Regions from separate parts of the Macaca mulatta genome. Here region 1 is linked to region 2. The links are chromatin contacts, called in public Hi-C maps. All regions are on one chromosome and are shown on one strand. The core of a region is the stretch at or near the end of the contact, and the rest is flanking DNA. Distances in the headings are between cores, read along the strand shown.

The links. A called contact is a pair of places that touch in the nucleus more often than the background predicts.
Region 1: a Hi-C map of blood shows a contact between it and region 2, with 4 times the contacts expected there. The contact joins two enhancer-like sites. A contact is called at or near these places in 7 of 14 Hi-C or Micro-C datasets (CD4 T cells, blood, cortical neurons and 4 more).

The regions. Positions count from the first base shown.
Region 1 is chr2:155,338,998-155,342,904 of T2T-MMU8v2.0, forward strand. It overlaps a transcript of RPN1 not described here. Among named protein-coding and RNA genes, the nearest start is that of RPN1, 28 kb to the left of the region's middle. Within about 2 kb of position 1,899, at least 24 of the 40 cell types and tissues checked have an H3K27ac peak or open chromatin away from gene starts, as enhancers often do. A contact at or near this core is called in blood, where this site is marked.
Region 2 is chr2:155,108,260-155,111,670 of T2T-MMU8v2.0, forward strand. All of the region lies in intron 5 of LOC704951 (intraflagellar transport protein 122 homolog), which reads left to right. Among named protein-coding and RNA genes, the nearest start is that of ACAD9, 22 kb to the left of the region's middle. Within about 2 kb of position 1,567, at least 11 of the 40 cell types and tissues checked have an H3K27ac peak or open chromatin away from gene starts, as enhancers often do. A contact at or near this core is called in blood, where this site is marked.

The DNA.
Region 1 (3,907 bases), core at 649-3,148, 230 kb after region 2:
ACAAATGGAAATAAAGCAGGGACTGTGAACATTTGTTTTTGGTCTGTTGAAGATCTCTCATAATTCTTAATTTTGGGAATAGTGCTTTTATCAAGTGCTTTTTATTTACTAAATAATGGATTTGCTTCTCAGCAGGTTTGTAAGGCAAGTATTTACATTTTACTTATTAGAACACTGAGGTATTCTAGTACCAGAGTGTTGAAAGAGGTACCAGAGTGTTGAAAGAGGTGAAGTGGCTTAGGTCACAGAATGGAGTAGTGGAGTAAGGCCTCCGTTTTTGTAGTTTTTGCATCCTTCCTGTGAGTCATGTTTTACTCAGCATCAAGGCAACAGTGATGAGCAAAGCAGAGAGAGTTCCTCTCAAGGGGCAAGGGATTGAAAGGTCAGGTGGAGAATCAACAGTGCCAGTGAGTGCCAGGCTTTCTGCCCCTCTTTCCTCTCTGCAGGGGTTCACTCCCTGTCTCCACCTAATGAATTCCTGCTCAGCCTCATGCAACATCTTAAGGTTACTGTGTCAGGAAGCCATCCACAGCCTGCCACACTCAGTCGACTCCTGTGGTACCCTCTTGTTTTCCTTTGTACCTCTTCTCCACCTCATATACCACAGTTGGAATGTGTGTGATTACTGAACTAGCTTCAATAGGGCAGGAGTTTTATCTGATGTGCTCATCTTTATGTTAACAGCTAGGTGTTCAGACCAATCTATGACACGTAGTTGGGTTACTGAATGTTTGCATGAGTGGCTTACAAACAGCCTAAATATTGACAGGTGGGTTGAGGGATTACTGGGGAAGTCTGTAGAAGACCAGTTGTGAGGAACTGATACTGAATTCTGTTTCAGACATGGCAAAATGGAGGTGCTTGGGACATCCAAGTGGGAATGTCCCTGGGCAGGTGGATACTCAGGCCTGGAACTCTAAGGTCTGGTGTGACAGTGGTAAATGTGGGGTTGCTGGGCCTAGACAAGGTTATGGAAAAGGTGAGAAAGAGGCTGTGGCAGGGGACAGTGCCTAGGAAGGGTGTAGAATAAGAAGAGATCCAGAACTGAACATTAGGATGACGAAGTAATAGTGGCCACTTGGGTTGACAAAGACCAGGACTGTCCTCACCTGGGACGAGAAAGACCAGGACTACGTAGTGTCATGAAGCCAAGTGGAAAAATGTTTCCAGGAGTGAACCATCAGCGAATGCTGAAGAGACCGAGCAGTGCCTTTTGGCTATAGGGGTGGATCACTGAAGCCTTTTACGCATTGGTGACTTGAGAACTGTGTTGGTGTGGGGATGGGAATTGGACCGATGTGAGGCTTTCTTTGAATCCTGACAATGCATTTCGCAAACAGGCTGGGAATGGGATGAGTGAGGGCCTACAGAAGGATGTGCAGCTTGAATGTTCTATTCTAAGGTGGGAGACACCAAGTGTGTTGAATGCCACTGGGAAGGATCCAGTTGAAAATGAGAAGCTGAACATAGGGATTAAGAGATTGTGCAGGGGAAAATGGGGGATCCAAGGACAGTGGAAGAATGGGAGGAGCAAGAAGGAAGAACCTCCAGAATGGGGCTCTGCAGTAGGATCCCTGGATGGAAATCCCACGCCTGCCATTCCCTGTGACCTTAGGCAAGCCTTTCCGTGCAAAATGAAGCAGGGCTGTTACCTGCTTCCTAGGATGGCTGTATGCGTCACGTGCAGTCATAATGCAAGATGGCCTATAGCAAATGCTTGTTAAACAGTGACGGTCTCACCGAGCTCTGGCCCGAAAGCTGGGGGCGGAGGGTTGGTTCTGTCCTGGGGGTTGGAAGCCGTGGAGGCCACGTTTAACCAGTGTTCACAATGGTGTGCCCATGGACCTGGCCGCACGCACGCCCGGCCTCGGGAGCCCCTGCTGGAAGGTGCATACCCTGACCTGCCCGAGAGGCGTCCGCCGCAGCCCCTGCTTCCCTAGGGAACCCCTGGGCGGCTGCGCCTCACGGAGGGGGCCCTGTTTTACTGCGACTGCATACCACCTCGGGCCATTTGCCCAGCTGCTTCACCAGCTCTCTTCATCCTCTTACTCTCTCTGAAACTTTCTCTCCGTTTTTAGGAGCCGTCAGAAAGCTTGGCCGAAACCAAGAGAACTCGCTGGGCCCGCGTGCAGATTGGTGGGCGCCCTCTGCTGGGCCGGCGGGCCTCTCGCAGGCCTGAGGAGCCAGCTGCGCCTGCGCCCTGGTGTCCCTTCGTAACACTGCAGCGCGTCACTAGGGGTCGCCAGGGAGTATGGGCGAGCACGCAGGCGCAGACGGCGGGCTCTGGCTAGAAAAGTCGCGCATGCGTGGGGCTGCTCCTAATTTAAAGGCAGCGCGGCTCCAACATAACCAAAGCCAATTCTCCGGCTGTGGCGCCACCTACGGGTGTGGGCTCGTAAACGGCCGCCTCTGCCTGGACTAAGACTGGGTCTGGGGTCGGTGGGCTCAGGACCACTGGGCTGCTGAGGGGCTTAGCCATGGGGATCTGGGCTCTCAGCTGCCCTGGAAGGCCGCAGGGCTAGCTGGGTTGGCCAAGGCCGGTGGCTCCCCCAGCATCCTGTGCTGGGTGCATCCCTGGGCCCAGTGGGGCATCCAGCGCTGCCCTCCCCGCCTATGGCCTCACATCCGTTGCTTGCTGGGACGGAGCGCCCTAGGCCACGCGCAGCCCTGCGCTTCCCTGATCCTCGGTTTCCCCAGTTGTAAACAGGGCCTCAGTTTCCCCCTTGTAAATCTCAGAGAGGAGGTCAAGTGGGGCCCTAGGTGTAAAGCCAGGTTCAGGCCGGGCATCCCTTGGCTCAAGGTGACATGCCCCAGACACCTGACACCTCTCACTTAGTCTCAGACCCAGCGTACCTTCTCTGTGGCTCTCATGTGGCCGTATAGGAGTGACCCACCCACTGCCACTCCCATTCAGATCCCCAGGCCACAGTGCCTGTTGTCCAGCATTGGCCAAGATGCCTGACCCTAGTGGCCTGGTCCTGGCAGCCTCCATGGCTGCAGCTTTGGGATGTCCCTGTAGCCATAGGTGGCCGCATGGCAGGCCCCCAGCCTTGAACCTGAACCCTGGCTCAGGGAGGGGAAAACACGGCTGAAGAAGGGCTGGGTGTCACTTTCTCTCTTCCATTTGTCTTGGAGGCTGTCATGGGAGAAAACCCCAAAGGACTCAGCGCACCCTCACAGTTTCACCACAAGTATCCTGACCGGGCGTCTGGTGCCGAGCTGATAGTGCAGGCCCCGGCCGCAGCCCCGCCGGAAGCCCATGCTGCCAGCGGTTGGGGGCCGCAGGCTCAGACAGGAAATGCCCCCAAGTGTACCCCAGGGCCCTCTGCAAAGGCCTGATGCTTTGGATGAGGCCCGGCGCCATTTTGAAGCTGGGCCTGACTCTGGGACCCTGGCCTGGTTCTGGGGCTGGTGACCTGAGATCTGGGGACTGCTTTGTCACCTGCCTGGACAGGTATGGGAGATGACAGGGAAGGAAGAGAGAATATTCAAACTCGGCTAGCCCTGAAGCGAAAGCTGAATGATGCAGCCTGTCGCCTACCATGGCCAAACCCTTCATGGTGCCCCCAGCCCAGCCCTTTATAGTCTCAGCTTCCGTCAGGCCCTTGGTTCCATATGTGGTGTGACAGGTCCAGGACTAAATGCAGGGAACACAAAAGGGAGCAGACAGCAGAAGTGCTGGGCATCAGGAAAGGCAGGCCGGAGGGGAGGGTCATCAGGAGGGGCCATCACCACATCTGAAGGGTTTGCCTGTGGGGGATGGTGGGGAGGGAGGAGCCCAGACTCCTTTTTTGACTTCCACTCAAGAGATAGCATCCGGAAAGACTTAAGACGAGTGTCTCAGTCTGTTAGGGCTGCTGTAACAAAATACCATATTCTGGGTAGCTATAAATAGAAATTTGCTTCT
Region 2 (3,411 bases), core at 317-2,816:
CACATTCGGTTATGGCAGCCCTATCACTGTCTATGAAGTGCTGGCTATAAACTCGTCATCTGGCCTTTTCACTCAGCAATCTCCTGAAGCATGGTTCTGTGTCAGTAAATGTTCTTATCCAGCATGGCAAAATGTTAAGGTAATTGTAGACTCACATAAGTTGCAGGAAATAATATAGAGATGCCTTATACTCTTTGCCCAGTTTCCCACAATGATAACAGTGTGCAAAGCTACAGGACAATTTTCCCACCCTTGTTGGCATGTGTAACCGCCCCCCATAGTCATGGCACTGAACATGGCCACCACCACAAGGTGCCTAGTGTTGTGCCACCCTTTTACAGCCAGCACCCCTCCTTCCTGCCTGGGCCCCACTGCATTGTATTTACAACTGCATTTTGTCCTGTCTTGTGGATGTTCCATTACTGACAGACAGGCTGAACAAAGAGTGTGCAAAGAAGCCCGGAGCAGGAGAGAAGGCTCCCCAGCCTGGCTCTCGGTTGGCGCAGTTGCAGGCTGGCTCTGCCTTTCTTGGCTGCACTGTCCTGAAGCAGGAGATATAAGAAAAACAAGTAAAGGGAAAACAAGTCTAGCTGGAGCTATGATAACATTATCTGCAAGGCCAGGCAGGGGCCCCAAAGAAATGGGTTCCAAGAGCAGGGATGAGAAAAACAAGTTCTTAGTATCCCCCTGGAATTCTGTCCCCATGCCATCATTCTTTATTCTGCTCTTATAACTATTTTCATAACTATTTCTGCAAGTTTGCAAGGATTTTATAAGTTCCTGTTTTCCCATCTGTGCAGGATGGCAAAGGTCACAAGACACGTCTGAGTTGCAAAACCTGTCACAGTTTGATTAACTGCCTTTGTTCTACTTCCGTAAGCTTGATTTCCCCACCCCGCAATTTTCACACCACTAGCTAGCCACTCCCCTTCAGTCACCTGAATAAAAGTCAAGCCTGGTCTTTGTTCATTGCTCAGCCTCTGGATATTAACTCGCTGGGCCAGTGGCCACCTAAATGAAATCCTCCTGTTTCACCCATTGATCTCTCCAGTCTCCTGATTCCCACAACATTTTGGCGAGCCAGCCAGGAGCAGAGACAACAGGTTTACTGTCTCATTTGCCTGTGGGACTGGAGCCCCGGGCCAGCAGAGACCTGTGACCCCAGGTGCCATTGGTAGAACTTCAACCCGGAGGGGAGATCAGCTCTCCTGTGGTCTGGTGCCCCTACCTGACAGTGCAGCGGAACCTAAAGGGGCTACAGGATGATTCCAGGAACAGCACACTTCAGGACCGCAGTAAGGTTTGGGGCCCAAGGCAGGACCTGTCCCATAAGGGTAGAAGGGAACTTGATCAGCTCCTGGGGGTGCACCAAGTAGTCTGACCCAGGATACAAGAGTGGCTCACAAAGTCAGATGAAACTGACACCCAGAGCATACAAGTAATCTGACCTAGGACACGAGAGTGGCTCGCTATTTCTGATGAAACCTACACCCCAACCGACCCAGGATGCGAGAGTGGCTTGCTAAGTTGGTTGAGAAAGGAAACGGAGCAGGGAAGTGTGTGGGTGCATATGAAAGAGACGGTTCCAGGAGGAACCAACACAGGGAGTGATGTGTGGGGGTTGCAGGTCTCTTAGCGTAGACCGTACGCTCCAAGCAAAGTGTGGGACTGATCAGGACTAGTGGCGAACATCCTACATGAGCTACCACATATGGCTCAGGAATTACTAAATTGTGGGGGGATTAACAATCACTCCAAAGATAAGCAGCGTCTGAAAGACTCCTGCGAGGGAGATGATCTAATCAGTCTGAAGCGAAAGTGAGAGTGAGTGTGTTGTGCCAAAAAAGGAGGAAATGGGAGGGAAGTCGTCAAAACCCACCCCGTTAGAATGTACGTTAAAGAACTTTAAGAAAGGTTATAAGGGGGACTATGGAATCAAGTTGACCCCCCCAGAGGTTAAGAACTCTCTGTGAAATAGAATGGCCCTCTTTTGGTGTAGGGTGGCTGGCCTAAAGGACTATAGATAGATAAACAATTGGCCGTGTATATCAGGTGGTGACTAGGGTCAGAGAACAGCCAGGGCATCCAGACCCGTTCCCTTATATTGACTCATGGCTGAATGTAGCCCTGCCTATTAGCTTATTGCAGAACGCTAGTGGCTTGAGTCAAGCCAAAAGTGAAAGAGAATTCAGCTTCACTGTCAGCTACAGAGACAAAGGGAAAGCCACAGGAAAAACCAGTTTTGCAGGAACTACCAGAGGAGATAGAGACCCCTCCTCCCTACACTCCAATCTACCCACCCTTTACCAAGGCTGGCCCCTGAGCAGCCAGACTCAGATGGTGATACACCCCAGGCTACACCCCAGAGGGAGAAATCTGAGCCCTCACCCCAGGAGGTCAAGGAGGACAGTCAGAATGATCAAGCAGGCTGCCTCCAGTCTGGCTGCACCCAGGCTATGCAAATGCCTCTCAGGGAAACAAGGGGACCCCTTATTATAATGAACAGAGCCAAGTGCAAGGAGGAGAACAAACTTTCATTTACCAGCCTTTTTCAACCACTGATCTCCTAAACTGGAAACACCGTACTCCCTCCTACATGGAGAAGCACAAGCCCTCACAGATCTAATGCATTCCATCTTCCTGACACACAGTCCAACTTGGCCAGACTGCAAACAGCTCCTACTGGTGCTGTTTAACACTGAGGAGTGCCAGAGGGTAACCCAGGCAGCCCTCCACTGGTTAGAAGCCAACGCGCGAGAAGGCACACTTAATGTTCAGGCTTATGCTCAGGGCCAGTTCCGAGAAGCAGACCCTAACTGGGACCCAAATGATGCAGCCCAGTTTCAGCCCCTACAGAGGTACCAAGAAGCACTGGTGCAAGGATTAAGGGAGGGTAGAAAGAAGGCCATCGATACAGGAAAGATCTCAGAGGTGCTTCAGGGAATTGATGAAAGCCCTAGCCAGTTTTATGAGAGACTCTGTGAGGTGTTGCAGTTTTATACTCCCGCATTTGACCCTGAGGCCACTGAAAATCAGCACATGGTGAACACAGCATTTGTAGGAAAAGCCCAGGGGGACATTAGGGGGACGCTGCAAAAGCTAGAGGGCTTTGCAGGTGTGATTGCCACTCAGCTTTTAGAAGTGACCTGACCAAGGTGTATGTTAACCATGATCAGGAGGCAAAGAAGGAGGCTGATCAGAGACTCAGGAAAAAGACCGATTTGCTGGCAGCAGCACTTACAGAAGCGGGGGCAAGTGTCGTGAGAGGACGTGGACATAGGTGCAGACAAGGAAGAGGTCAAATCAGGCAAAGACCCAAGAATCAGGCAAGACTAGATAGGGACCAGTGTGCATGGTGCAAGAAGAAAGGACATGGGAAGAATGAATGTCCAGAAGGCAATGAGGGAGAGG